Linked DNA regions of Mus musculus: regions 1, 2, 3 and 4 are each linked to region 5. A link is a contact called in public HiCAR-type, HiChIP or PLAC-seq and promoter capture Hi-C data. All regions are on one chromosome and are shown on one strand. Each heading gives the region's core, a stretch centred on a gene start, on an enhancer-like site or on the middle of the called end of the contact. The rest is flanking DNA. Distances are from core to core; before and after follow the strand shown. Region 1 holds the start of Ldha (lactate dehydrogenase A). Region 2 holds the start of Fancf (Fanconi anemia, complementation group F). Region 3 holds the start of Gtf2h1 (general transcription factor II H, polypeptide 1). Region 4 holds the start of Slc17a6 (solute carrier family 17 (sodium-dependent inorganic phosphate cotransporter), member 6). Region 5 holds the start of E2f8 (E2F transcription factor 8).

Region 1 (2,700 bases), core at 9-2,508, 2.0 Mb after region 5:
ATCCAGAAGACTGGCAGGCGGGGGAAGGCAGTGCGCGTGCGCAATTTCAGAATCAGGTGTCATATATATAGGTCTAGCGACTGCTGGCCATGGATGAGACCTCTGGCAGGCAGTTCGGCGTCAAAGTTTGGCCCTTACTAGAGCCCAAAGCACAAGCGCGGTGAAGTGGAGCTGGCAGCCACCTTAGCCTGGTGCCAGAGTGAGATCTCAAATGCCACTAACAGGATTAGGGCCTTCACCCACCAGGGCGGGGCCTCATTACCCAGGATGTGGCCGCTAAGGGAAATTTCTTCAGTTCCAAAATGGGGATACAATTGCGGAGGGCCTGAGGCCTGGAGCCCACTCCCACCCCCGCGATGGCCACCTTTCCCAGCAAGCACCATGTCTATTTTTGAAATCGTTCCAAAGTGCAAAAGGACTGGACAAGATCTCTGGGCAAGCAGCCTAGGGCCATCAAGCAGGAATCCGGTCTCCTTACAACCGCTGCTATTTCTAGACAGCCTTGTGAGGTCTCTGCTGACTGGGGGCAGGGCGTGGGGCTCTTCCCTCAGAGAATCTACTTCACGCAAACCTCAAGTCTGTGCTCTATTAGGACAGGGTGCCTCTACTTCCCACCTACGACCCGATGGGTGTCGCAGGCCTCTCAGCTACAGGTTTCCTCCTTCCGTCTAGGGTGCAGAGGAAGGACTGCGACTCTTCCCGCTTCCTCTCCGCACGCAGCGCGCTTAGCACGATCCCCAGTCACACCAGGAGCGAGCCTCTTAACAAAATGCGTTTAGGGCAAGAGCGCCCTATAATCTGCAGGAAACAACCACTCCACCGAGCCCACGCAAAGGAAAATGCAAACCGCACGGCTGCTCCGAAGCACCCGCCCCGGACGTGCCAAGGCTTTTTCGGCCCCCATGGGCTCGAGTTACGGGAGCTCAAGTTTCGCACCGCTCCCTCGCCCCCGTTCGGTGGCTCCCAACCTTCAGGCCAGCCACCCCTTAGTCCTCTTTACACGGGTCTCGCCGCCCCAGGCTGGGTGGGGCCGCCTGCTCAGTTCCCCAAAGCACAGTAGCCCACGCGTGCCCAAATCTGAACACCCTGCACCTCCACCCCGGATAGGGACCCCCTGTGCCGGCAGCGTGGGGCCCAACCGTACCGCTAGTGCACGATGGGGGGGCGACTGGCGAGGAGAAGCAGCGTGGCCCGAGCTCGGCGACAGTGGCTCCAGCACGCAGAGCAGCACGCGGGCGGGGCCTTAAATGGAAGCTCCGCGCTGACGTCAGAGTGGGAGCCCAGCGGACGTGCGGGAACCCACGTGTAGGCTGGGCCGGGGGCGGGCGTCCAGCCGGGCTAGGCGCCACCGAGACCGGGGCGGCGCGCGCAGCACGATGTCCCTGCAAGAGTGGCTCCACGTGTGCTGCGACACCCCAAAGAAAGGCCAACCCGACATGCTCCTCAGCCTCAGAAGCAGGAGCCCGAAATGCATCGATCCTCCGCCTCCTTCACCGGAAAACTTGTGAGACTCAGAAAAAACCCTGGTCACTTTCTTCATTGCTGTTCCCGGCGCCGGGAACAACTCCTGGCAAGCAACAGGCCTTCAGTAAATATTGTGTGAAAGCACATGCCAGCACCGTGCCGGTCTATCCGCCATAGCAGCCTATCAGATGGGCCTTTCTCCTGCCCCACTTCCATCTCCCAAACCATGGGGGGAGGGGGGTGCGGCTCAGCTTCTGATGGCTTGCCAGCTTACATCCATATCTGCCCTCTCCCATGCCATCCCGCAGGCATTTGTGTTTAGCCTTACCAAGGAGTATCAGGGCCCTTGCTTGTTTTCACACACCCCCTCTGCCTTTAAACGTCTTTCTAGAGGTCTCATTAAGCTGTGAGGCCAGTTCCTGTTCCTCTCCCAGCTCCCGATCAACCGTATGTGAATCTTAAGGTACTCCACCACTGATAGGATGTGAAATGGAGTTTGCAACTGCTTTGATTTCCTTAGTGATGGGAAGAACTGTGACTTTCAACCCTGCTCACCCATCTCCCCGGAAGGGATGTGTTCACTGCAGATTAAGGTCTATTACAGTCTTGAGCAAGATTTGAACAAGCTGGTTGCAGGGTGCTGGATATGCAGGGATCATGTGAGAGGGAATGAAGCTCACAGCCCCCCCTTATTTTCGCTTGTCTGTATCCCTTGTGATCTCTTTTATAACAAACAACAGGCTAGGAGTGTGGCCAGGACAGGGACACTTGTCTTGCATACACCAAGGCCTGAGTCCCTCAGCAGAGCGCAAATTTAAAAAAATTAAAAAGTCAAACAGTTGGACCTGGAGAGATGGCTCTGCCATTAATATCACAAAAGCTTGTAACTCCAGATCCAGAGGTTCCAATACCCTCTTGACCTTCATAGAGTCTCTCTCCCCCTATATATAGTTAAAATTATTTTTTTAAAAAAGTCAGAACAAGAGAAATGAAATTTAACTTTTTAAAAGAAAAAAGTGAAGGTGAGTTCTAAGAGACACCAGAGCAAGTAGCAAGCAAGAGGAAGAGGAGAGCCTTGTGGATACCTCAGTGTAGAGTGGTGAGGGGGAAGCACAGGTGGAGATGTAGTAACTACTTGTGCTTATGGTCTTAGATTGGGGGCAGTCCCATGGGACTGAACTATTAACCTGTGGAATACAGTGCTCTAAGCAGAATGTAAACTGGGTTATCAGATGC
Region 2 (2,946 bases), core at 96-2,595, 3.0 Mb before region 5:
CATAGGTTTCTTGAAATTAAAGTGTTTATCATCTTTCAGCCTCTACATAGATTGTTCCAAATTAAATGGAAAACTGGTTCGAAATCCAAAGTGCATTCTTCTGATGGGAAACTGTCGGAGGGATGCATAGCTACTTAATAAAAGATGGCTACTGTGAAACAAATAATTACTCACTGTGGTACTGAGATTTAACATAATATTGGTTTTGAAAAGGTGAGCACTGGTGAAGTTTCTCTGAACTGTCCCAGCCACTTGGAAATGAAGCTGTTTTGGACTTCTTTCTCACCCTGGATTAGATCTGGTTTTCACTCTGGTGGCTTAAGACTTATTAACGGTTCCCATGGCCTTGAAGCATTTCCAGGTGTATTCTTTGGGCATTCAGTTGAAAGGAAGGTTTAATGGGGCTTTCCCTAACATCTAAGATCTAGTGACTCTTATTTTTGTCTACCGCATTATGAAGTTGAAGTCTCTCTAAGGAACATTAGTGTTTCCTGTGGGACAGGGAAGCTTTAACTACATTTATCTCAACTGCGCCAGTCCTGTCCTTCACTGGCTATCACATCACGTGACTTAGTATTTAGTAAGTGGATGAACCAGTGACCTCTGTAATTCCTAATAGCTACCACCTGAAACTTTAAAACCCATCACACAGACTAAAATAAAATCACAAGGCCAAACACTATAGTCTGGGCTAATGGCTAAAAACTAAACAAAACTGGCTTAACTATATGTTCTGATAAGAATGCCCAGAACTATTCAGAGTCTAGCATAAATGTGTAGATTAATTTTGAGCTTAAACTTTCATTTATTGCATGGCTAGTAAGCCTCAGGATAGTGCTGCCAGTCACTAGGTTAGTCGAGGCAGGACTGCAAACTGAAAGGCTGCTTGCACAATTCAGTGATAGGTTTCCTCAGAATCAGTAAACAATATAAATAAGGAAAAAGGAAAAAAGCCCGGGAACTCACAGCACAGCGTGTGAGGGTCCTGGTTCCACAAGTACCAGGGAAACGGGCCATTTAAGAGCTTTGAGTTCGCAAGCAGATCACATCCGCACTGCTAATAATGATGAACATGGGTCCCCTTTCGGGGAAGCGCCTAAATGTCTACCACTGGCATTTTTAAAACAAAAGAGCACATAAAATCCTAGCGCTCAAACTCGCACTCACGCGTCCTCTCCCAGACCCAGAGTAAAAGCTTGGGACTTTGCCCTAGTTCATTTTCAGCGCCAATGTGCCCCGGAAACCATGGTGCGAGACTGACACGGCCGTCGTCCAATGGCACAGCACGCTGAGGCGGGCGCTCACGCTCATGTCCAATCGGCTCGCGCCTCGGGATGTCAGGGCGGAAGCGGCCGCCATGGAGCCGCTTGTGCAGCAAACCGAGCGATTCTCCGAGCTGTTGGCCGTGTCGTGTGGGTCGCTGGTGAGCACGTGGGACGCCGAAAAGGTGCGCAGGGCGCTGCAGTGGGCGCGTTATCTGCTCCACGTGTACCGACGCTTCGCGGGCCGCGGCCGCGTGCGGGAGGCGCTCGAGAGGCGGCTCCCCGCGCGGGGAGGGCCGCTCGGGCTGCGCAGCTTCGCGGCGCTGGAGTCCGGGGACGCGCGGCTCGCCCTCCGCCTGCTGCGGAACCGCGCGCTCGCGCCCGCCGCCGCCCGCGCGCTGCCGAGCTTGCTGTTCCCGGGCCCCGCCGCGGACCACCGAGACGACGTGCCGCAGTCGCGCCTGGTCCTCCTGGCGCGCCGCGGAAGCGCGCTGCGCCTGCTGTGCCGCCTCGGCGGGGACGCGCCCAGGAGCGCGCTGCTGCGCACGCACGCGGAGCTGCTGGACGCGCGCCTGCACGAGCTGGGCGGGGCCGACTCCGCGGCCGCGCGCAAACTCCTGGACACGTTGTGGACGCGCGGGCCGCGGGAGCACGTGCTCGACGTGACTGCCGAAGCGCTGCTGCTACGCGAGGAAGACCCGGAGCCAGCCCAGGCCACGGACCCTGCGGGTGCGGATGAGACACAGAAACTACTGCGCTGGCTTCTCGAAAGTCCCGAGGTATTGGCCGCTTTTTGCCGCCATCTGCCAGCCAAGCGCCTGGCCTCCGTGGCGGGCTGCCACCACGCACTGTCTCGCGCCTACCTGGACCTGCTCACAACGTGGGCCACGCGGCTGCACTATGATCTGCAAAAGGGTGCCTGGGTCCCTACACAGATGGAGGACATGCCCTGGGAAGAGCTGTGCCTAAGGCTGCAGAGCTTGTGCCATGCCCAGCCATTTCTGCAGGAAGAGGTGCTGGTGACCCTAAGGTCCCGCAAAGCCTTGGATGGAGATTTCGAGGTTCCTGGGATGAGCATCTGGACAGACCTCCTGGTGGTGCTTGAGTGTGGGATCGTGCTAGAGTAGATTCTCAGTTCCCAGGCTGGGCATCTGGACAGACCCTGTCCCATAGAGGGAATAACAAGCATACTTCTCACCAAAGCCTCTATGCACAGCATCCTGCTACTTCTTGACTATGCAGTTTACAAATTGTCAGTGTTCTCCCCAATTCCCTATATACATGCTCCCAAAACCTAATTATTCAGGGGCCAATTTTAAATGGTTCATAATATAAATATATATAATATGCACAATATCTATAAATTTATATATTATATAATATGTATTATATAGAGATTGTTTTTGTTCTGGTAATGGACCCAGGACCCTGCCTATGTTAGTGTTCACCACTGAGCTACATCATTAATCGTGAAAGAATTCTTAAAGCCATCGAATTTTCAGCTTGTTTCGTATAAAGCTAATTTGTAAGAATACTAAAACTAGATTCACCCTAAAAAGAAAAGGCAGCTTTACGTTTTCCAAGAAGGGTACTTTTGTATGATTTACTTGGTTCCTAACACTCTTCAGTAGTACAAAGTTTTATTCAACCAGCAACATGTGGTAGCATCATGTTAACTTCAAAG
Region 3 (2,957 bases), core at 314-2,813, 2.1 Mb after region 5:
ACCCAAGGTTCAATTCTAGCACCCACATGGCCATTCACAACTATACTTCCAGTTCTAGGGGATCTGACACCACCATAGAAACCCACAGGTAGACAGAACACCAATATACAGTAGTAAAATCAACCAACTTAAAAAAAAAAGGAAATCACAAGTCTAGGGTTAGGTGTGGTAGTGTACACCTTTAATCTTACCATTCAAGAATCAGAGGCAATCGATCCCTGTGAGTTCAAGGCCAGTCAGGGCTGTTATACAGAGAAAACCTGTGTGGGAAATGGAGGGTCAGGAGAGGAAGGAAAGGAAGTCACAAGGCTAGATATTGAGAATATTGATTGGAGCCAAGCCCTTAGTGTGCTTCAAGCCAGTTTTCTGTACCCAGGCCTGCATGCTTACCAAGCAATTTACATTGGGCTCTACCTACAGTCCTGTTTTTTTTTTTTGCCAGTTCTGGAAATGAAACCCAGGATCTTACAGGTGCCTAGCAAGAACTCTTAGCTTTAAGCTGCATTCCTAACTCAGAAACCTGTTTTACCATATTTTAAACTGGTGTCTTTAAATGGACAACATCAAAAGACAGAAAGCCAAACCAACCAAACAAAAGCCAACAACGAAGAACAAAAACAAGCAAACAAAAATCCCAAATTAAACTGTGTATACGTTGAGGACACAACTTCCGGAGATCGGTTCTCCCTCCACCACGTGGGTCCCAGAGATGGAACTCAGGTTTGGCAGCAAGCACCTTTACCAGTTGAGCCATTTCACTGTAGCCCTGGGCATACGTTTTAACATCTTTTCCCCACCCTTGTTTTGCAGATGGTAAAATAGACATGTGAGGTCAACTTCACATGAATTTAGTTTCTAAGAACACTGGAGAATTTATAAAAATAATCACATACTTCCATGTATTGATGGTTCACTTTACACTACATGACTGTCAAACTGGTCATAGCTAGAACTGGGTGCGTGGCTCAAGTTTTAATAACAGTTTGAAGAGCAGGATGACAGGTGGAAGCAAGAAGGCACGAGGACACCAAGGTTAGAGGACTTCTTTAACAGGAAAAGAAAGCCTCTCCCGGGCAGGCTCCCTAACGGGAAGGGCCTCGGTGTCTCGGAGAAGCCTCACTTCCTTCGTTCTCAGGTGAGTCTGATCCTTCCAGTCCCTCCCAGCGGAAGAACCTAATGCCTTCGGGCAGTAGATTAAGGGTCAGGGCACCTCCTTCCCATTCCGGGAGAAGAAAGGCAAACCACACAGCCAGCCTGTAGTGTCGTGGAGACGACTACAGCGAAGGGCTCGATCCGCCTGGCCCCGCGCCCCCGGGGCCTGTCAGACCCTCCACGCCCGCCCAACCCCATTCTTCGGTCTCAACTTACCAGGTGGGAGCTACGGTCTCTGGTCTGGGGCGCGGGAAGCGCGTCCCGTCGGATCTGCCTCCGCCGCGCTTCTCACAGCCGCTGCACGGAGGAGGCTGAACCCCTGCGGCCGCAGCCGTCGCCACCGCCTCTGTTGCCGGGGGGTCTCGCCTCCATCGCTGGCTGCGAGGGCGCTGAGGGCACGTGACCGGAAACGCCGGGGCGGGCCTCCGGAGCACGTGACCACCACCGCGGCCGCCATGACACCTTCCGCTAGCTCCCGCCCTCCCCCACCGATTCCCGCCTGTTTCGCTTCTCCTCCTCCGGTCTCGAGCGGCGGAGAGTTTCGGGGATTCGGCTTGGCTCGCCTTTCTCCCTAGAGAGCATCCGGTCCGGCTCCGTGGTGCGTCGTCGGCCCGAGGCGGCTCCCAGACTGCAGGCCGCAGGGAGCGGAATCGCGACCCGCGGCTGGAGGGGGAGGGAGCACGCGCGGGGAGGGGCGTGATCGTCACGTGACGAGGAAGTGCCGTTAACAGCGCTTTCCTCCGGTCCCTGGCGCCCCTGGATGACGTTGCCAGGGAGGGGGCGGGGTGACAGGGTGTGTGAGGTTCAGGTTCCGCTGTCAAGGGGTGTTGAGTGTCTGTGGAGCCTGCTCGGTGAAAGCGATCGCTGGTCTCTGGGGGGGGCGGAACTCGGCCCGCTAGTCAGCCTGAGGTTCTGTGAACCTGGCTTGGAAAACCTGCTTCCTGGACTTCTCCAGAGTGACAGCTGCGGTTTAAAGTCATAAAAGTTAGCTGTGATTGACGGGAGCTCCTTGTGGTCAGGGACTTGGTCTGCTGCGCATCCTTCATCTCCAGCAGCGCCTCCAGGGCCTAGAACACGGTAGGCACTTAGAACGTTGAATGAATGAATGCATGCAAGCATGAGCGAGTCGTTAAGTTTTCTGAGGTAGAGTTTCCTGATCATTATTGGATAAGGAAGTTCCTATTGTGGAAATAAAGTCTATTAACTCCCCTTTGCATAATTTCTTCAATCGTTGTTACTTTGCGTCTTTCGAGCCTTTCCTTCCACGCACCTTGTGGGATTAGATACACCATGGTTTGCTTTGGCTTTGTGAGCAGCAATCACTGTCTACCACTCTTGAATTATAAAAATAATCTTGGGAAGTGAGAAAGATGTTTCGATCTCACATAAATTCTACTTTCATTTATTATTGGGGGAGAAGGTGGCATGGCACCGCAGTTTTTTTGTTTGTTTGTTTTGTTTCTGTTTTTTTTGTTTGTTTGTTTTGTTTCTGTTTTTTTGTTTTGTTTTGTTTTGTTTTCTCGAGACAGGGTTTCTCTGTGTAGCCCCGGCTGTCCTGGGACTCACTCTATATACTTGACTGGCCTGGAACTCAGAAATCTGCCTGTCTCTGCCTCCCAAGTGCTGGAATTAAAGGTGTGCTCCACCACTGCCCGGTTGACACCTCAGCTTTTTGTAATTGGTTCTCTCCTATCTTTCTGTGAGTTCTTGGGCCCCTGGGATCACCAAGCATAGCAATAAACCATTTCTTGGGCCCTCCTCTTCCTCCTCCACGTTTGCCTTTATCATTATTATTATTATTATTA
Region 4 (2,784 bases), core at 210-2,709, 2.7 Mb before region 5:
AGATCCAACAGAGAAACATCAATGATCAATTATTGATATATTTTGATCCTGTTTCATTCAATACAGAATTTCCCATGGGAGAGTTCTTCACTATGTTTTTGCAGCTAAGGTCTAGATTCCTTTTCTTTCATTTGTCTTTGAAGTTTATTTTTAAAAAGGGTTTTGGCTTTTGTTATTCACTTGTTTGGATCAAAGGGATTTTATTTGTGAAATCTATAAGAAAACAAAGACAGGCTTTATGAGCAGGTGCTGAACGAACATTTTGGAATTGCAAAGGAGGATTAAGAACTGAATTGGAGCACATGAGAATCCCCAGGTAATGAAACAAAATCACACACACACACACACACACACACACACACACACACACACACACACGACAGGTTCGTTTAGTGTCACATTCCTGCATTCATAAGCAGGTTTCCAGTGGAACCTAGCTTCAGCAATGAGCAACAAAAAGACTTTCCCACCATGTTACAATCTTTCTAAGTAATCAAGCTTTTCAGAAATGGCTTTGCAGATTCTGTCCAGATGAGTCCCAGGTAAGCATGGGGTTGCAGTCTCTTACCTGTAGATCTGTCCGAGGGATTTTCCAGCAAAATTCTTTATCCCCTCTTTCCCCGGGGCCAAAATCCTTTGTTTTACCGACTCCATTCTTGTAAAGACTGGTGTCCAGCCTTACCAGATTTAAATTGTTGTGGCTATGAAAGACGGATTCTGCGCATAGTCTTAGTTGGTTAAGGTAGAGCTTTTTCTTCTCAGCAGAGGTGAGCTTTCCAGCAAGGCTGTGAGTTGGAGAGGGGAGGGAGGGCGAGAAAGAGAGTACAACAGAATAGCTGCATGCAGCCCACGGGTTTCCTAATAGGAGAATTGGTACACACAGTCACAAAGTCTCATTGGAAGGGGAGGATCCGGTGGCCGAGGGCGCGCGCAGTGCCGTGGTATTTGGGCGGGTGCTGATGAGTCCCTGTTCTGGAAGTCACCTCACCGAAAAACAACGTAAATTCCCGGTTTTGAAGTCTTATCGCAATCAAATCCGCTGTCTTTTAATCAGATTGACCAGAAACGTCATCGAACCCTTGTGTAAGGAAAAAAGCAAAAGAACCCTACTGTCTAAAATGGTGACTTTGCTGATCAGAGCTCATAGCTCTCAGAACCCTTGGGAGCTTCCTAGGCCTCAGGTGAGCGGCTGCTGTTAGCTTCCTGCCTTAACATGGTCTCCTCCCATCGCGCCGGCGTAATTGTGCTCTGCGGCAGAGTGGCAGAGTGGAATTAAGACTGAGAATGTTAGCTGATCTTTGCGAACGTGAGTGAATAACAGACACACAGCTGTGGTTTAGGCAGCGCCGGGGGAGACCTTCCATAAAACCTGACCGCTCCCGTCAGTGCGCGCGGCGCAGTTTAGCATTTCAGGACCACGGACAGAGGAAGCTAAGGAACCTTGGCTGCTGCTTTTGGCTAACCCGCTCGCCAACTTCCTAGGGGAGCTGGGCGGATCGCCCTGACCAAGGGCCTTTCTAGGGCTCTTCAGGAACGGATGCTATGGAAACCAAGTAGGGAGATGTCATCGTCTGCAGAGTTCTCAGGAGGAAAGCTGCATTTGGCTCTGCAAGGGAGGAGGGCTTTATTAAACACTGACAAGTTACTCTGCTTGGCCACCCGTTGCCCAGCATGTACATACTAGCTCTGACAGCATGGTGAAGAAGCAACACTGCAGAAGCTTCTACTTTAGGTGTGTGGTATCCAGGTGAACACCTGGTTCCCCTCCGATATAAAGCTTATGTTTATGAGATGCATAATAATATTGCTTGTGTATTTGATTCAACCCCTAAGACGAACAAGAAAGGATGCAGAGAGAGAAATGGAAGGAGACAAAAAAAAAAAAAAAAAAAAAAGAGGTGGGACAGAGAAGGAGGAGAGACAGAGAGATAATGACAGCTGTAACATTAGTGCACTTTCCGAATAAAGGACAGGCAGTCTGAAATGAATTCTTTGGAATTCTAAGTTTCTTTAATTAACTAATGCACAACACAATACTGAATTATTTCTAATTACAGGTAAAATTTGTACCTATAACTAAGCTTGTTAGCGAAGAGTAACTGATAATGTTTTAAAAATTTATTTCAATATATTTACACTCTATTTAAATTTTATTTTTCCCTCCTTATGACACCTTTTCTTAAGAGGGAGGCTATTTTTGCCATTGTTGCTTGTTGGGTTTTGAGAGATGGTCCTACAAGGTTTTCCATCTTAGTTGTGTATAATACCATTGAACCTATATCATTAAGCAAAACAATTAAATTGTGCTGAATTAATGTGAGTTATTTCGCATGGACCACAACCCTCTTAAGATGCAGTCCAGGCAAGTGCTTACGAAACAGACTGTCCTTGAGCTACATCCCCAAGGTTAAACCTTGGATGCTAGCTAAATCAACCAGGGGAGTGCGTTTTACATAGGGACTATTGGATTACATCCCAGAGGTACGGTGCAGAGTCAAATAAGAATGTTCTCTGACGATTTCAAATGATATGTGGAAAAAAATTTCCTAAAATAGAGAGATGAAAAAAAATCACAAATAGCTAAAACCCTTTGCAATTGTTAAATCCAAATCCAAAGCCTATAAAATTGTATTTCATTAAGAAGTATGGTTGAGCAAGAATACCACGATTACATTCCTGTTATTTTGGGACATATGCATTATGTGAATGTTATATATTATATTACGTATATACTTTAAAAACCAGGAAGCCATCTTCAAAAATATCCCTGGAATGCCACAAAAT
Region 5 (2,799 bases), core at 173-2,672:
CCGGGCGATCCCAGAGTGATCAGAAAAGGGGAAATGTTACAAGGCAAAGGCGGGTGCAAAAGAACTCGAGCACGGAAAGGCATAGTTGGGGTGCCGAGCTTCTTTTTCCACTTCTGCAAAATGAGGGTTTTGGACGAGATGGTCTCCTAACTCTAAAATTCCCTTGACCTGTTCGATATACCAGGCCGATGTCAGAAGCTCATAAAAGGAAAAGGAAGAAAAGCGGGAAAGAGCAAAGAGGGGATCGGCAGACGCAGGACACTGGGGACAGGCTTGGCGGGTTTTCTGAGTTTCTCTCCCTCCTCCCACACCTGCGTGTTCAGAGATCGGCCAACGCCCCGCATCCTTGGGCTTCAGACAACGAAGCTCTTTCCTCCTCACACGTTTCTTTCTGGAAACCGTGGAGCAGAAGCTGCTAAGCAGTCATGCAAAGGGTCGCAGAGGGAACGGTGTCGCTAGGGTCCAGAGGGCAGGTGAGCAGACCCGGTTGACGTGGCACCAAGCTGGGGATGGCGGGGAGCCCTCGAGTCCTAGCCAGCCAGCTCTGGACCAGCCAAATTTCATCCCCCAACTTCGATCTCGGATAAATGGTGTTTGCAAAAAGAAAAAAAAAAAAAAAGAAAGAAAGAAAGAAAGAAAAGGAAAAAAGAAAAAGGAAAAGTTTTTGAGGACTTTTCCCCAAGTCTGGCTGTAGGCGGGGTCGGAGGGTGGTGCCTACAGTCTGATTCGCCGCGGCGGCAGTGCAGAGGCGCGGATTGGCGCGCGGGGCCCCGGGCCGGGAGAGCGGGCGTGGGGGAGGGGAGGCTCCGCGCCCGCGGGAGCGGCTCGCGCCGGGAGCGGGTTAATTTCAAATCGGGGGCTGGACTGCTCCTGGACGGCCACGCTCCCGCGGCCCGCCCGCCGGCCCCCCCCAGCCCCGGCCCCGGTGGCGCCCCCGGCACCCACCTCTGCGCGGCGGGGCTAAGCGAGTCTCCCTGAGACGCGCTGGCTCCCTGAGACGCGCAGCCAGGATTCGGGGCCACCCCGGACCGTCAGCTCTGAAGGAGGATTGACAGGTGAGCGGGGAGCAGACTGCTGCGGCGGGGTTGTGGGATCCCGGGAAGGCCAGGGTGAAGGCGGCCGTTTCCCGCCTCCCGCCCCGCCGGGGCCCGTGGGGAGGAGCCGAGCTCCCGCGCAGAGGGCGGGGGAGGGGCTCGCCCGCGCTCCAGCCCCGCGCACTCGGGGGCGGTGCCAGCTACGGTCCCGCTTTCCGCGCCAAATTTTTAAATCGAAGGCGGAAGGTCCGGCCCCGCCTTGGGGACCTCTAGCCAATCGCAGGCCTTCACCGGGCTTACTGATTGGCTCGGAGCCGTCGCCCTGGAAACCGTGAGATGCTGTCTGGCTGCCCCCGGGGGCGGTGCAGTTGGCGGGGAGGAGGAGCCAGTGCTTGCGCCGGGCGGGACGCGGGCTACTGCTGGGGACTGTACCTGGGACCGGGAGCGCAGCGTACGGTGCGCTTTGGCATCGCGGTGATTTCGGCACCTAGGGAATCCTTCCCTCGCCCCAGTACTTCGTGTATTGAAAGAAGCCTGAAAAAGGGGGTCAAGATCCCAAAGCCCTTTGTAAATGCCCGGTCGTGCGCTTAGAGCGCAGAGGCTGAATTGGAGGGTTGTTCTCAGGCCACTTCACAAGTCCTTCCTTCTGAGCCTGTGCACGTGTGTGTCAGGCGAGAAACTTCAGCATCTCCCCCGATGCAGGCTCGGTGCGTGCTCCATCGGAACCCGGGCTCGTGCGCTCCGTCCGCAGCCCGGATCAGTGCACAGGTGGGTGCTTGCTACAGCCATCTCGAACCTGAGAGAGGACTGTCACTGTAGATTCTGTGTTTGCTTGAAGTCTCGTGACAGAAGGGTTTGATGGAGGAATTTACTGCTGTCTGTTGGCGCGGTCTGCCTAGAGGCAATGTCTGTCCTCAAGGCAAAAATAAACCTGGTTTGTCATTTTTTGTTTGTTTCCGGGGGCTCTTGTGTACGTGAATCATTTTCATCAGCTCTTAATTCTTGCTTTACTTTTTTTCCTTTTAAGGATAGTAAAAAACTTTAATCGATTGGACTACTTAAACCACTGGAACTTGGGGAGGAACTTCAGATTTTTCGTTTTTAAAGACACACTAAATGTATGAGGAATTGACAAAATGGAGAACCAAAAGGTATTTTTAAAGTCCAGTCTATACTGTTGCAATGTCAAATGAAGTATCATCCTGAGTTTTTCGTTAATAAGTTTTCTTAAATTTTTCGTTTGATAGTCACGAATGCTGTATCCTTTTGGTTAACTTTTACAGAAATCCAGAAGGAAATTTTAATTTTTGAAGAGGAATAGGGTTGTCCAGGGTTAAAGTAACCTTTTTGTTTCAAAAGTTTAATATAAATTTAATATATATGGAAAAAGCTTTGGGGTTTTTTCTGTGCTTAAAAAATTATGTATATGTTATTTACATGAACCATTGGAATTCACAAAGGTCATAATTTGATACTGGATTTCTTTGTAAGATAACATTTTAAAATGTCAGCCCTTTAACCTACTGGGCCTCCAAATGCTGTTCCTGACAGATCTCCTGGAAGCATTTAGATGTTAGCTCAATGCTGTCCTTGGCAGTGTTCACTGAAACCCCACCCTTGGATCAGCACCTCCTGAGGGCACCATACTGAACTGAAAATTCAGGTGCCAGCCCCATGTGACCTCCCTCTGCCTCGCATCATCGTCTGCTAAGTAGCAGATTCAGCAGAAATACACACTGAGCCCTTAGTTTCATGGTTGTAATAG

Evidence for each region. Promoter capture Hi-C pulls out the DNA fragments that hold promoters and counts their contacts. HiCAR-type assays count read pairs that join an accessible place to other places. HiChIP or PLAC-seq counts read pairs in DNA pulled down with a chosen protein or histone mark. Capture Hi-C pulls out chosen DNA fragments and counts their contacts.
Region 1: a promoter capture Hi-C map of stem cell-derived epiblast-like cells shows a contact between it and region 5, with 5 times the contacts expected there. The contact joins the promoter of Ldha here to the promoter of E2f8 in region 5. A contact is called at or near these places in 4 of 39 promoter capture datasets (cranial neural crest, embryonic stem cells, neutrophils and 1 more), 1 of 484 Hi-C or Micro-C datasets (B cells) and 1 of 115 datasets of contacts at active chromatin or transcription factors (acute myeloid leukemia).
Region 2: a contact with region 5 is called in a promoter capture Hi-C map of liver, with 2.6 times the contacts expected there. The contact joins the promoter of Fancf here to the promoter of E2f8 in region 5. A contact is called at or near these places in 3 of 39 promoter capture datasets (the 3T3-L1 cell line, hippocampal neurons and pre-B cells), 1 of 115 datasets of contacts at active chromatin or transcription factors (astrocytes) and 1 of 9 other capture datasets (liver).
Region 3: an H3K4me3 HiChIP or PLAC-seq map of pro-B cells shows a contact between it and region 5, with 3 times the contacts expected there. The contact joins the promoter of Gtf2h1 here to the promoter of E2f8 in region 5. A contact is called at or near these places in 2 of 39 promoter capture datasets (the C10 cell line and embryonic stem cells), 2 of 115 datasets of contacts at active chromatin or transcription factors (extraembryonic endoderm stem cells and pro-B cells) and 1 of 9 other capture datasets (adipose tissue).
Region 4: a contact with region 5 is called in a HiCAR-type map of astrocytes, with 3 times the contacts expected there. The contact joins the promoter of Slc17a6 here to the promoter of E2f8 in region 5. A contact is called at or near these places in 1 of 39 promoter capture datasets (hippocampal neurons) and 1 of 115 datasets of contacts at active chromatin or transcription factors (astrocytes).

The regions. Positions count from the first base shown.
Region 1 is chr7:46,844,362-46,847,061 of GRCm38.p6, reverse strand. It overlaps Ldha (lactate dehydrogenase A), which reads right to left and starts at 1,258. Exons shown (of 8, transcript NM_010699.2): 1 at 1,145-1,258.
Region 2 is chr7:51,860,666-51,863,611 of GRCm38.p6, reverse strand. Fancf (Fanconi anemia, complementation group F) reads left to right here and starts at 1,345. Exons shown (of 1, transcript NM_001115087.1): 1 at 1,345-2,946. The coding sequence starts at 1,358. The coding sequence ends at 2,389. It also overlaps a transcript of Gas2 not described here.
Region 3 is chr7:46,794,700-46,797,656 of GRCm38.p6, reverse strand. It overlaps Gtf2h1 (general transcription factor II H, polypeptide 1), which reads right to left and starts at 1,563. Exons shown (of 15, transcript NM_008186.4): 1 at 1,369-1,563. Hps5 (HPS5, biogenesis of lysosomal organelles complex 2 subunit 2) reads left to right here and starts at 1,776. Exons shown (of 23, transcript NM_001005247.2): 1 at 1,776-2,229.
Region 4 is chr7:51,620,505-51,623,288 of GRCm38.p6, reverse strand. It overlaps Slc17a6 (solute carrier family 17 (sodium-dependent inorganic phosphate cotransporter), member 6), which reads right to left and starts at 1,459. Exons shown (of 12, transcript NM_080853.3): 1 at 569-1,459. The coding sequence starts at 654. It overlaps Gm33136 (a long non-coding RNA gene), which reads left to right. Exons shown (of 4, transcript XR_003946771.1): 1 at 1-542; 2 at 1,055-1,181.
Region 5 is chr7:48,879,664-48,882,462 of GRCm38.p6, reverse strand. It overlaps E2f8 (E2F transcription factor 8), which reads left to right and starts at 1,422. Exons shown (of 13, transcript NM_001013368.5): 1 at 1,422-1,802; 2 at 2,062-2,185. The coding sequence starts at 2,171. Gm2788 (predicted gene 2788) reads right to left here and starts at 1,163. Exons shown (of 2, transcript NR_155436.1): 1 at 946-1,163. It overlaps LOC115486422 (a long non-coding RNA gene), which reads right to left. Exons shown (of 3, transcript XR_882082.2): 3 at 1,839-1,942.